Linked DNA regions of Mus musculus: region 1 is linked to region 2. Evidence: chromatin contacts called from public Hi-C data. All regions are on one chromosome and are shown on one strand. Each heading gives the region's core, a stretch centred on a gene start, on an enhancer-like site or on the middle of the called end of the contact. The rest is flanking DNA. Distances are from core to core; before and after follow the strand shown.

The links. Hi-C and Micro-C count contacts between places; a contact is called where the count stands out from the background.
Region 1: a contact with region 2 is called in a Hi-C map of 3T3-L1-derived adipocytes, with 7 times the contacts expected there. The contact joins two enhancer-like sites. A contact is called at or near these places in 2 of 15 datasets of contacts at CTCF or cohesin (embryonic stem cells and stem cell-derived epiblast-like cells), 8 of 484 Hi-C or Micro-C datasets (3T3-L1-derived adipocytes, the N1E-115 cell line, beige adipocytes and 4 more), 2 of 115 datasets of contacts at active chromatin or transcription factors (embryonic basal ganglia and embryonic stem cells) and 1 of 9 other capture datasets (embryonic stem cells).

Annotation. Positions count from the first base shown.
Region 1 is chr6:94,079,335-94,086,171 of GRCm38.p6, reverse strand. All of the region lies in intron 1 of Magi1 (membrane associated guanylate kinase, WW and PDZ domain containing 1), which reads left to right. Among named protein-coding and RNA genes, the nearest start is that of Gm52867, 150 kb to the left of the region's middle. Within about 2 kb of position 5,066, at least 13 of the 459 cell types and tissues checked have an H3K27ac peak or open chromatin away from gene starts, as enhancers often do. A contact at or near this core is called in 3T3-L1-derived adipocytes, where this site is marked.
Region 2 is chr6:93,755,699-93,762,685 of GRCm38.p6, reverse strand. It overlaps Magi1 (membrane associated guanylate kinase, WW and PDZ domain containing 1), which reads left to right. Exons shown (of 24, transcript NM_001029850.4): 8 at 1,921-1,978; 9 at 4,922-5,031. Among named protein-coding and RNA genes, the nearest start is that of Gm23035, 35 kb to the left of the region's middle. Within about 2 kb of position 4,820, at least 78 of the 459 cell types and tissues checked have an H3K27ac peak or open chromatin away from gene starts, as enhancers often do. A contact at or near this core is called in 3T3-L1-derived adipocytes, where this site is marked.

The DNA.
Region 1 (6,837 bases), core at 3,817-6,316, 320 kb before region 2:
AAATATAGACATTCTTGTGGACCATCTAACTAATACCCCCTTACATATTTCCCAGTGTTAATCCCCATGCAGAAACATGTTCTTTCATAGCTGTATTATCACCGTAGTACTGGCATGTAGACCTCTTAAAGGTAGATATTTTGTTCTGTTCACAGCTCAGTCTACAACAGTTTCAATAGTAATGTTGAATAGTTATAAACTTTTTCAGAATCTATAGATAATGGTTTGTTAATCCAGTCCTGTTTAGCTTGTCATTTAAAGATTCCCCTAAATGTTTGTTGTTAAGCACTTTGTTAACTTTTTTAGTTATTTGGATATCTATTAGGGTTTTTTTTTTTTTACCAGTTTTCTTGGAGAAATTAAGCTAGAATTCTACCTTGAGGTAGAAGTATCAGGCCAAAGGATACTTGAAGGAGAAAAGGAACATTTTTTTCTGACATGTGCAAGTCTAAAAGGAAAGTGATTGAACACTAAGAATCAGACGCTTGGAACACAAGAGAAAGGAAGAGCGGAGTCTCTCGGGGAACTCAAGCAGGCTGGAAGACATTCAATAGCCAGAACTGATGTTGTTTCCCCTTCCTTCAAACCTTCCTTCGTCTCCTGGTGAATCCACTTGTATCTACCATCCCTTGCTAAGCTGTATTCCGTCTTGACACACACAGCTTCAGTAGATGATCATTAGTTTTGACCGGCGTGTCTTGTAGAGGTATAAACCATTGGTTTCTGTACTTGTGGGTGGCATACCTGTGGTTCGACCAGCTGCAAACAGAAATATTTGAAAACAACAAAACAAAACTGTCTGTGTTGAACATATGCTACAGGCTTTTCGTATCCTGTCAATGTCGCCAAAGAATCTGATACAACAATTACTTCCTTAGCGTTTGTATTGAGCTGAGTGTTGGTAATACAGTTAGTTTAAAGTATGTGGGAGTGCATGTAGGTGATATGCAAATACTGAGACATTTTATGTAGGGATTTGAGTATCTGGATTTTCCTGTCTGCAGGTCACTTGTCTACTTTATGTTACCAAAAAGCCTTTGCTGGGCCAGCATGACCTCTTCAGCTTCGAGGGGAAGCCTGCTTGTTCCTCTCAGGAAGAGTGGGTGACAGAGGCCGGGACAGCGAGGACTATGAAGAATGCTTGCTTTTATAAGTACTGCATGTGTGAAGCATGTTGATTTGAACCTGCTTTATTGCATCAGTCTCTTACCGCTATTGAACTGAAAGGCCCAAGGCTCCCTGCGGAGCTCAAGCTGACAAGTTGAAATGACAGGATTCTTTGGCTCTAAGCTACCCTTTCCCACTTTATTAGCTTAAGCTTAACAGTTCTTTACAGATCCTGTAGCTGACTTCACAGGCTCAATAAAATGCTGCCTAATCAGGATCTGTCTGTCTGCAGGAAAATAGGCTTTCTTATTTTTCCTCGTTTAGCTGTTGAATGGCAGTAACCCTTGTGTGATGTGACTGTCCACTTTGGCCTTTATCTAAGAAAAAGGACCATGACTGGATTTCAACGGGTTGGCTTTAAAAAGCCACTAATTTAGGCTGAGTTGTGCTGAAGAGCTTTTTTTTTTTTTTTTTTGCAAGGAGGACTCAGTGCATTTCTTCACCACCCCCCCACCCACCCTTTTTTCCCTGTGCAGACAGCAAGCTCAGCTGCTAAAACAAAGCAAACCCAGGGGGTGGTGCACACCTTTGATCTGTGCCCTTAGGAAGCAGAGTCAGGCAGATCTCAAAGTTAGAGAGAGTTCCAAGACAGCCATATTGTTGTTTGTTTTAAGCTAGGGAGGTGAATTAAGTTTAGCCAAAGCTTGCAAAGATTCTCAGGAAAGTATAGAATTATTTTTCTTCTCCAGTACTAGGAACAAAGTTTTTCTCTTGGTCGTCTTTAGGCCTACAGGTTATGAAATGAAAGTCATGCAGCACATTGATTATATTACTAAGCATTTGTGATAAAGCTTACACTAACAATTTTTTAAAAAAAACATTTGTTTTGTTTGTTTGTTTGTTTATTGGGTGTGTAAATACAGGTCCTTATATGCCCTGGAGGGAGAGAGGGAGGGAGAGAGAGTGCACGTGCCAGAGGACAGCTCTTGGGAGTCAGTCTGCTCATAGGATCAGGTTTGGATGGTTGGCCTTGCACAGCAGACTCTTATCTGCTGAAGGATCTTACAGACCAGCTTTGACAGTATTTCTTGTTTTGAGCTCTCTGGATAAGAGACCCGGGGATTTTTATGTCGAAGCTGTTTCTGCCTTGTAGAAAGCAGAACAAAGGGAGAGGAAAACTTGTCCTAATTATTAAGGTTGCGCCTTGCTCAGAGATGTTTAACAAGGCAGAATTGTAATTCGTATGTATCTGGAGAAGTACCGCATGATTTAAAGAGTGCTTTCCCAGTATTGGTTTTATTGTAGCTGTAAAGGCTCTAGAGTGCAGATCACGCTGGCAGGTCTGTCTGAGGCATCCACCTACCATGGATGTAGCGAGCTGGAGAGACTTCTCCCAAGTTCATAGTGCAGAAGCAACAGGATACAATGAATCACTTACAGTCCATACACAAGCATGCTCCTAACTTGTCCACACAACTTGCCCACACAGCAGGACGTAACCAGTGGGGAGCACTGCTCTGGTGGCTTGTAGGTTGGGTTAGACCGAGTTCTATTGCTGAGTTCACGGACTTGGCTGAGCTGCAGGGATATTATTTGTAAGACTGGGGTGACACCTACCTTGTGGATGCTTGTGTGATCCCCCAGAACAGATCACTTTTTTTTTTTTTAAATCCCTGTAAAGCCTTCAGAAGCTTGTCACAGACACGTGACGTGCTAGTGTTTTCCGAGAACTGCTCCTGATTGTACCCAAGTCGAGTTCCACGAAACAATTGAGTTAGAGTATGTGTGAATTACCTGTTAGGGTTTCTTATTTGATCTTGAGGGAATTTAGAAGGATCTGAAAATGTGGAAGAGAAAGAAAATGGCCTCTTGTAGACCTGTATGATCCCCGGGGATCAAGAGTGGGTGAGCCTTGCTTATTAGTTCAGTGGTTGTTTTGACTTTAACCTTGACCGTCTCCACCCGTGACCTCAGTCGTGCTGGGTTCCCTCTTTCTGGGTTTGCTTAGCTTCTTGGCTTTTGCGTGGGGGATTTTTGTCTAGGGTACCTTCCCCACCCACTTTCAATGGCAAAGTCCTTATCTGTGTGTGTAACTACATGATTGGCAGTTGTTTTATTAACTTCTAAACCCTGATTAGGTATTCGGCTTAGTGTTCCCAGAGTACCATAGGCTTGCTCTTAGCATTCCACTCAGCTTTTATAATTGCCCACTTCTTTGTCCCACTGGTCCGCTGGGCTGTGCAGTCTCAGAGGACAGAGAGTATGTCCTGTTTGCTGTCGTCTCTCCAGCACCTAATATAGCCCTTAGCTCCATGACATGGTTTTGAGTACATAAATGAATGATGGTGTGTGAGAGTTGGTTCTCCTGTCGTTCAAGCTCAGTGTGTTTTTGGTTTTCTATTTAAAGTTTCAGAGCTGCCTAGAACTGGCTAAACATAACATCTTTGTTTTGACAGTAGACTGTTCTCTAAAAAAAATGGTAGAGGAAGACTTTTCAAGTTGGATTTATTCTTCAGTGTGTCTGGTTTCTTTTAGGGTGTGTTGCTGTGCAAATGCTCTTTTGGTCGAGGTTTGAGAGGCTTAAAGGTGGCCACAGTGTCTTCACTACGATAGCTTTATCTCCACCTGTTCCTTGTACCCTGAGTGCATCCATCTGTCTGTGGTTGCCTCTATGATCTTCTCTGTCCCTGAATGACTTAGGGGATGGAAAAGTGGTGGTGTTACCACAGGCATTCGGATGTCAGCTCACTTAAAATATGAGTTGAAAGGAGAACCATCTAATTTCCACTAATGAATTGCTGTGTGCTTCTCAGTGTTAGGAAGGGCATTGACTGAAATATTTTTACGTAGGAAAACTTTAAAGATGAATCACTGAAAGGTGTGTCTGTCAGTACTAGAGGATCTCTCTCTCTCTCTCTCTCTCTCTCTCTTTCTTTCTTTCTTTCTTTTCGAGACAGGGTTTCTCTGTGTAGCGTTGACTGTCCTGGAACTCACTTTGTAGACCAGGCTGGCCTTGAACTCAGAAATCTGCCTGCCTCTGCCTCCCGAGTGCTGGGATTAAAGGGGTGTGTGCCACCATGCCCAGCTGCTAGAGGATTTCTTGACCAAAGGAATTACGTTTAATACTGCCTAATGTATTTCTGAGAGATACTTGGTAAAACAATTCATTTCGGTGTGGGTGCAGAGAGGGATATTTTTGATCTGGTTTACAAGGCACAATAGAAATAGAAAGAAATACTGATTTCATTCATTCATTCATTCATTCATTCATTCTGTCCCCCTGCTAAGTCTTTATTGGGGGCTAGTTGCAGCAGGAACTTTTCCAGGGGCAGGAAATAGAGCAGGAAAGCAGTCCCCGAGTATTTATAACACGTTCCATTTCTTGTACTGATTGATGTTATCCTGATGAATTCCATCTTGAGTAAGTACCTTGCTGCGGTCTGTTGTGTGACTGGAGGTTCAGGAAGAAGCACACTGGCGTGCTGTCTGTATTTTGTCTGTATTTTCTCTGTCCCTGACATTCAGTTTAAACATTTATGTTTTATTTGTGTTTAATCCTTGATTTGTCAACCTGCTATCAACTTTGGTCATGTTCCTGGCTTGGATGAAACGAGCCAATAAATGCTGCTTCCCTCAAAAAGGAAGGAGGAGATGAATATGGAGTTAGATTGGTAAGGAAATTACCCACATAGTTTAGCATCCCTTCTGTAGCTTTGAAGATAGCGCCCTCTTGTGGCGTGCTGTGTTTCTCCTCATTTCTTGGATAAACTGCTGAAAATTATATAAATTCATGGCTCTGTTGGAGTTAAATCACATTTTAAGTGGTTTATTTAGAAATAATTGATATGTGGTGCAACATTCATTCATGTAACATTTGGTACAGTTTAGTGTTTTTAATGGAATTACAGAGTTATGCAACCATCTTGCATCATGCAGCCTTCTCATTCTTATTTTGGGAGTATTTTAATCTCCTCTCAAAGTAGACTCATACCCCTCCCTTCTCTGTCCCTTTCTCCAGTGCCTTGGGGCCGGAGATATTCAAGAAAATGTACTTTCTGCTTCTATAGACTTTTGTAGATATTTCACATAATGGGAGCTATATAATACCTGGACTTTGTAGTTTCTCCCCCCCATGATCACATATTAGGGCTCAAGTCCTTTCTTGCTAAAAATACTCTGCTGTGTGACTCTATCTCTGTAATACTTTACAGCTTACCGACTAGTAGACCTTTGGGTTGTTTCTGCTTTTAAAGCTTCTTTATAATTAATGTTACTTGGGAATGTTCATCTGCGAGGTTCTATGTGGGCACATGCTTCCATTTCTGTCGTAAAGCACCTTGGAGTAGGGTTATGAGGTCAACTGGTAACTTCACGTGTAGCTTTCTGAAGAACTTCAAGACTGTTTTCCAAATAGAAACTCTCAAAACGTAAAGGCCAGTCCCCCAGCCCCCCAGCCCCCCAGCCCCCCAGCCCTCCAGCCACCCATCACTGCATTTGGAACTCATCCATTCCTTGCCTGAGAATGGCAAGCAAGCCCCAGGAAATCCTGTTTCTGGGCCTGAAACTGGGATTACGGTGCAAGATGTAGTTTCTAGAGATCCAAAACCAGGTTGTGTGGAAGCGCTTTGCAGACCAAGCCCTCTCCTCAACCCCTCAATGGTTATTTTTCTATTAGGTTCTTCTTTGTAGTTTTAACGAAGTCCACCAAGTTAAAGTTAGTTCCTTAAAATGAAGCAGTGTCTGGGGACTAATGCTGAGCAGTGATTCCAGCAGGCTAAGCATCCAGCTGTGGAGGAGGCCCCACTCCCTTCTGGTGTCTCCTGTGGGAAACTCCATTTCCTTAACTTTTCTTTGGGGCTGCTTTCTTCTTTTCAAAACCATGGCTATCACATCTCCCTGTTAGCTAGGGCCCGTCCACGAACTACTGTAAGGTCATCTCAATTAGCAATCATTGTTCTGTTTGCTGTGTGCCTCATTCAGGAGCTCCTGGGATCCAGACGTGGACATCTTTGGGCAATTGCCATACTTCTTAATTAAAAATTTTGCAGCATATACTGGGAAAATATTTTCTTCTTAATAGGCAGGGATTCTAGACTTGGGCTCTGTGATGAGCAGTCATGGAAATGCATCATGTCCATCAAAGCCCAGGAGACTGCAGCCAAGACCCCCTGCTTGCCAGCAGCTCTGTACAGAACAAATTTAACATTTTTGCATGGAACTCTCCAGCCCAGTAGCTTAGTCACCTCTACCCCCCAGTACTTGTGACCCCAGCAAAGACCCAAACTACATATGTGGTTGCCAGGGGGCAGGGTGATGCAGATTAAAGACAGAATTGAGGAAAACCTTTAGCAAGTCCTTCCATGGATCTTATCACATGGTAATACTGGCTTGAAGCCCCTCACCATGATGGAGCTCCTAAGAACCTAAAGCTCAGTAAATTTCATTGCGTCTTTGGGCTTTGAGAAACAGCAATCACCATATAAAATTGGGTAATGATTCTTTACTGGCCCTGCTTCTGGGAAGCAGACTAAGGCAGCTGTGATGCTAAAGCCCTCAGATGCTTCCTCTCCAGGCCAGGCCTAGAGAAGCCCTCAGTGACTGAGAGGAGGCTTGTCTGGAGGGGGTGGGGGGGGGTGTCAGGGTCTGTTCTGTAGATGACCTGTATGGGTGCTATTCTGTCCTTCCAAACATTTAAAAAATGAATTGTGTGGAGTCTGCACTAAAAAGCAT
Region 2 (6,987 bases), core at 3,571-6,070:
TAAAACTAGTAAGGACCACATAGTGTGAGATACCCTAGACCCAGAAAATCAAATGTCATGTGTGCTCTCTCATTAGAGCTTCTAGCTCCACATCCTCATCCCTCCTCAAGGATGACTGTTGCAAAAGATGGAGACCTTTATAGAAAATCACAACCAATCAAAATGGTCATTGTTGGCCATAGTCCCAGTGGATACATCTATACATCAAATCCTGCACCTATAACTCAGGGAACATTATGGAAGAGGAACAGAAAGAGCCTGAAGGTTAAGAATCCTGTGAGACTGTCTTGGCTGTAAGACTGTCTCCCCTAGGAATGTGAGAAGTCTCACTAATATGTGCCACCTAAACATGAGCTGAACAAGGAAAACAGACATGCCAACATGGATGGGACGTGGGGCCCATGAGGCCTCAGCTCTATACAAAGTACTTAGGCAACTAAGGAATGCTTGCTTTCAGTGGGAGAGATAATCTTCAAGGAAGAACACACCAATTGGTTACTCGGTGCCAAATGGTCAGCGCTGTAAACATGCATACAAATAACAGTGTACAGACTGAGCAGGTTATATTTAGGAACATGCATGAATATACGTATGCATATGTGCATGTAACAACAGTTTTAGAAAGAGGCTGTGAATTTGAAAGAGCAAAGAGGGGTACATGGGATGGTTTAGAGTGAAACAAGGGATGGGGGAATGATGTGGTTGTACTATCATCTCAAGTAGTAACTACATGATTCTTGGAATTGAAAAATTAAACTGGTTCAAAGTAAGCAGTATCTCTAGTATTTGTGGTGTTTGGCTCACACTCTGTGACTAGTGATTTCTAGGAATAATGATTCCCGGTGAAGGGATAGCATTACCCAGTCTTACCTTACCTTCACAGATCCTGAGAGCTTTAAAAATCAAGTTGAGTAATTGCTGCCCTGCCTGAAAGAGCTGCTTGATGACACACATGCAGTCTAGGTTCTTCCTTCTCTAAGAAAAACACTTCAGTACAACAGGACTTTCAGTAATAGATTCATCTAACGGAACTTGGGAACCTAGTTAAGAGTTCCTGACTTTGGTTTGAGACCTCGGGAGACAGAGTTCACTATCTGCCTGGTGCCATTCCACCCTCACATTTAAAAGATACACATAGAGAGGTATGTGGGTGCAGGCTGGCAGTCCCAGGGCTCCAGCAGTGAAGACCAGAACATGTGTGAGACCAGCCTCACCTACCTAATGAAGCCTGGTCTGTATTCCACCCACTAGGGGGATGTACAAAAGAATATTTGCACATGACAGTGAACTATCTTGCATTATCTTTCAAAGATAAAGTTCTGGAAAGACAAACTGACACAAGTCCAAGAGTGAAGTAACGGTGTATGTGTGTGTGTGTGTGTGTGTGTGTGTATACTTTGAACACCCAGCTCAGCCTGCCATTTTAATTCACTCAGTAATGTCTTCATTAGGAACAGTGAATCTTATCTGGATAAGATGCAAGCTTAATTTTCTTTCAAGGAAAGCAAAATAAAACCACTGACTTGAAAATGAAACGAAAGTAATTTTTATGTGTTCTTACATATGTGGCAAAGTAGTCTGGAAACAGAATGAGAAAACTATAAACACTTAAGGGAAGAACTAGGTGTTAAAGAAAGTTTTAAGTATTTCTATTAAAATCTAATTCAATACTTGGCTGATGATGAAGGCAGCTAGGACTGCATTTTATTGTTTTATTTTCTTAAGTAAAATACCAATAGATAGAGAGACATTTTCCATGTATAAAAGAACAAAGAAAAAGCAGTCAGTGCTTCTTTGCGTTAGAATACACAGTTTTAATTGTGTTCAAGATATTTGAGTGCGTCACCCTCCGCTGACTGACTCAGTGTCTGAGCTCCTGAATCAGCTCTCGTCCTGTGCTAATGGTCTTTTGTTTTTCAGAGTTGCCTGCTGGCTGGGAAAAGATTGAAGACCCTGTCTACGGTGTCTACTATGTAGAGTAAGTGTCCGTGGATATTCCACATATAGATTTTGCACTCCTGGGCCATTGTGTATATTATACGAAACACATCTTAGCATTGTTACAAGGTTCAGCATGATATTATTAATTTTATAATGGAAAGAGGAAGAGTTTAGTGAGTAAGCAAATATTCACCAAACCTGGAGAAATTCAGAAAGGAAGTCGGTATACATGGCTTTTGTTAACTTCCGAATCCCCAAGACCCAGTGTGCACCACAGGTTCTCAGCGAGTGGTAGTGAAGAGCTGGCTGCAGGAGAGCCGATTAAAAACTACAGAAAGCTTGTGCTTTTTCAGAGCAGCCTGACTGCTCTTATTTTGATGCCTAGGTCTGAACTTCATAGCAATTATTTATTCACTCTGCCATTCTAAAAGGGTTAGACAAATCTTAATAATTTATGAAACTTTGCCAAGAGTAAGAAGGAAGTGGAAAACTGGGATAAGATGCAGGGCCTGTTATCTGTCCCTCCTGGCCTCTCCCAGGATTCTCAGCCTGTAGTGTGATCTCTTTACTATAGACTTCATTCTAGCATTGGACATGTACTTTGTCATGTTACTAAAATCATTGATTAGCAGGATGCTAAAAAAAAATTTTAACAATAACCAAGAGGTAGAATACTGCAAACATCAATATCAACATATATCGCAGCTTTTCCTCTAAGGAAAGAGAGAAAACTGTAACAGTTCCTTTGAACAAGACAAGCACCATGTGAATTTTGTGTCATTATTGTCCTTCATGCCACAGTGAAGATAAAAGGCCTCCTTTCTCTTTCTCATGTTGCTGGCAATAAAAAGTCACTTGTATAATGCCCCAATAATAGGAACATATTATGTAAAAATGCCAGGCTGCAATAAGATGCCAGCGTCTTACTGTAAAGCAGTTGCAGGAGTTCAGTATAGCAAGTGCCCTTGACCAGTACAAGGCCTGATTCCCCTCTACAGAACAGGGAGAAACTTCAACATCAGATACAAGCAAAGTCATTTTTATTGACCTTCATAAAGTACACGTCCTTTGTGAGCTCTGAAGATCTTTTATATTGACAAACAGAGAGGCTGCTGCCAGGCAAGGCCGGGCTTGCATTGGTACTTAGCTAGCTTGTGCATTTAGTAAGAAAGGATGCAGCTGGGTACCACTATGAACCAAGAAGAAACCAGGTCCCGAAGTGGGAAGACAGAACTTACAAGGTTTGCTTCTCGGTCTTTTCATGGCAGATCCACAGGGCATGCTAGTGCTAGGCAATTTCTTACATGAGATTGTCTAAAGGAACAAAGAGGCAAATATCCTTTTAATAAGAATTAAAGATAATCTGTCCACCCTATTTGATAAACTATTCTTTAAAAGAAAAAGTCTCATTTTCAAAAGCAATACTTGATGTTTTAAATAGTAACGTAATAGGTATGCCCCCAAACTTCTAATGAACTGTTGTTTTGGCTAAAGGAGTACATACACGTGTACATACACACATATGTATATGTGAAACCATCTATATATACATGTATTTATACTTAGTATAAATACAAAATAAATAAGGCCATCACACAGAAACACTCATGTGGATGATGGGTGTATGTTGATGTGTGTGCGTTGTGGGGGTAAGTGCGTGTGCTTGCCCGGCCTTACTAGTGACAGAGTCATCTAAAATGTCTGGATCTTTGTCACTTTAAATACATTGCATTCACATAGTTTAACTACCTTAGAACTATCATTGCCTATAGGCTGTGAATTTGGTCTTTCCTCTTGGTCATTCATTGGGTTGCCATAATTGACAGATGTTAGTGGAGTCCTTTTGACTTCACCCTTAGGCTTCTCCATACCTTGCTATGTAAAGCCATTCAAGAGTTTTGCTATTGTAGACCACAGACAACATCCCAGCTCCAGTTGACTCTTAATTCTTAGTAATTCAGAGTGTACTTCTTGGTGAATTTAATGTACCCCCCCCCTCTCAGATGCTAGCTTTGAAATAGGGGTAGAGTCACTGGCTCAAGCCCTTGAATTCAAAAGCAAGCATAGCTGAGTGAGCATACTAGTTAATAATGCCACACAAAGAGAACTACACAGAGGCGTACTTCTCATCCCCACATGAAATACTATTGTGTCCACACTTACATGCTTCACATACTCAAGGTGAATTGTTGCTTGAAAAAAAAAATGGCATAGAAAACTTTAGAAAAAAATAAATAAAATTTAAGTTTCAAGTTGGGTGTCATTCAGGGCACGGTAAGGTCTCTTTCCTTGCTGCTCCATGGAGATTAGGCCACAAAGCACCCCTCATCCAGTGCAGCTAAGCTTTATGCACTGCCTGTCAATCAGTCACTTGGTGGCCAGCTCAGTTACAAGGTCAGCTGTCACAGTGTCATACACTGTCATACACTGTGTTCAAATGTCCCTTATTTAACTTCCTGATAGGCCCAGAGCACAAAGGTCACAGCGTGGGCAATTGGAACGTGCTGAAGAGGCAGGCAGAAGTTCCTTTAAGTGGCTAAGGAAATAAATCATATGTGGAAACTACTGAGGGCTACAGTGAATTGTTGCTGTTGATCTGTTGCTGTGCTTGTTTTATAAGTTAAACTGGGTCATAGGTGTGTACAGATGCAGAGGGAAAACCATATTCATATTGGATTGGACGCTATCCTGGGCTCCAGCATTCACTGGGGCTCTGGGAACAGGTTCCCTGTAAACAAGGGCTTTCCGCTGGTGAGTAAAGCTATTTGCCTCAGGACATTTGCTAGGGATTTCTAGTAAGATGCATTCCAACCACACCCTAGGTCTCACTGCACATACACAGCCATAATGGGAGCTGTGTTTATGTCTATCTGCATATCCACTCCAGACCCTCTGCTGTGCCTCAACTAATCGATTTGCCCGGCCTTTTCTTGCTAGAATGAGTATTTCCTCCCTGAGAACTGCTTTCCTTTCTTCCCAGCCACATCAACAGGAAGACGCAATATGAAAACCCAGTCCTAGAAGCCAAACGGAAGAAACAGCTTGAACAGCAGCAGCAACAGCAGCAGCCTCAGCCACCGCAGCCAGAAGGTTGGCTTCTTTGCTGGAGGCATTTCCCTGAGCTGGGAGTGTGGGGTAAAGCCTAGGCACTGTCACCCCCGTGTGGTCAGAGCTGGCCTTGATGATAGATTCTTTTCTCCTCTAGTCACCCCTCCCTCCAACAGCACACCCCAGCACACTGCAGAAGGGGGCGCCCCTGCATAGCGCTCAGACCTCTGCCTTGCTTTGGATGGAATTTAACTTGCGGAGCTGAGGGAATTTGGGCCCCTGCAGCATTTGCATGGTGATCCCTGTGTAACATTTAAGCAGAGTTTCTGGGCACTAGGCTCCTTTTTCACGTTAGAAACGCCGTACAGAAGGATCTGCATGCTTCTGGGAAGTCACAAATCATATTCTTTTATTTTTTTTTTATTTTATTTTGGTTTTTCAAGACAGGGTTCTCTGTGTAGCCCTGGCTGTCCTAGATCTCACTCTGTACACCAGGCTGGCCTCAAACTCAGAAATCCGCCTGCCTCTGCCTCCCAAGTACTGGGATTAAAGGCGTGTGCCACCACTGCCCCAAACAAATTCATATTCTTTAGAGAAATCAAAATAACCCAGGAAGAGGGGGGAACATTAAATCTTCCAGTGCTTGCCCCATCCCATTCTTAGGGGCTCACTGTGTAGAATTTTTCTGGTAAATAAAAATCACAAATACCAAAACCAAGAATAATTTTGTGAGTAAATATATTTCATTTGAGCAACTTTTTTTCACTTTTTATTTCTTAAACCTGCTTGAAGGTTTGAGTTGACTCATAGTTTTAATGGCTAAAAGATGTGCTACGTAATGAGTGTTTCTACTAATATGTAGCTATCCATTTATTAATATTTAAGGTTTTCCTAATTTTTCATTAAATCTTTCAGTGGTAGGCTTTATACCATCTAAGTATAATATCAATTATGTGAATATGAACTATAACACTTTTGTTCCCACGTTATATATAATACATATTATATGCTATATATTATTATATATTTAATTAATTTATATATTAAATATTTAACATAATTAATTTATATACTATATATTTTAAATGTGTATGGTGCTAGAAATTGTACTGAGGACCTCATCACACCAAGTATCTACCCAAGCAAGCACTGAGTCCTTGAACATAATCAAATATAGTCCTTAAACTATGGGAGTAGCCAAATGTTACTACTATAAATATATATAAACATCACAAATGTTTTAGCATTGATGTTACATAGTTCTTGTAATAACTACTCATCTTTATAGTGTAAAACAGATACAGATAATATATAAATATAGGCAATTCTGTGTGTCAATAAAACTTTATTCATGAACACCCATTTGAATCTCTAATTTTCGTGTATCAGAAAATACTCAATTTTAACCTTTTAAAAATGTGAAAGGCCAACATGGTTTACATAGTAAGTTCCAGGACAGCCAGAGCTACACAAAGAAACCCTGTCTCGAAAAATCCAAATAAATAAGTAGTAAGTGAATGAATGAATGAAAAGCATTTATGCCATGTACTTCTATAAGGCAGACATTGAGCCCAGTTTAGCTGGTAAACCATGCTTTACTCTCTACTACCCCTATGCACCAGCTGAAAAGTTCTCTGGCTTAATTCCCTTTTTAATTTAAGGATAACTTTTAAAAATATTTTTAAAGATATTTTTAAAGATAGTAGTCCCAGCAAATGTGGTTTGAGCTGTGGGCATATAGCTAAGGGAAGGTGACTGCTTTACATCTTAAAGATCACTCACTGCAAGATGTTACAGGCAGTAGCTTCCCTTTGAGTTTCAGAGACAACAGAAGTTAGTGCCGCAACAAAATAATGGCGTATATTTTCATCCAACTTACCAGGCAAGACAGGTAGGCTCTGCAGACCAGCGCACCCCTCACTGAGCCTTAAGAAGGTCCTTTCTCACATGGCTACCTTCAAGCAAATCCATACCTGAAAAAACAAAGGAAAAGAAAAC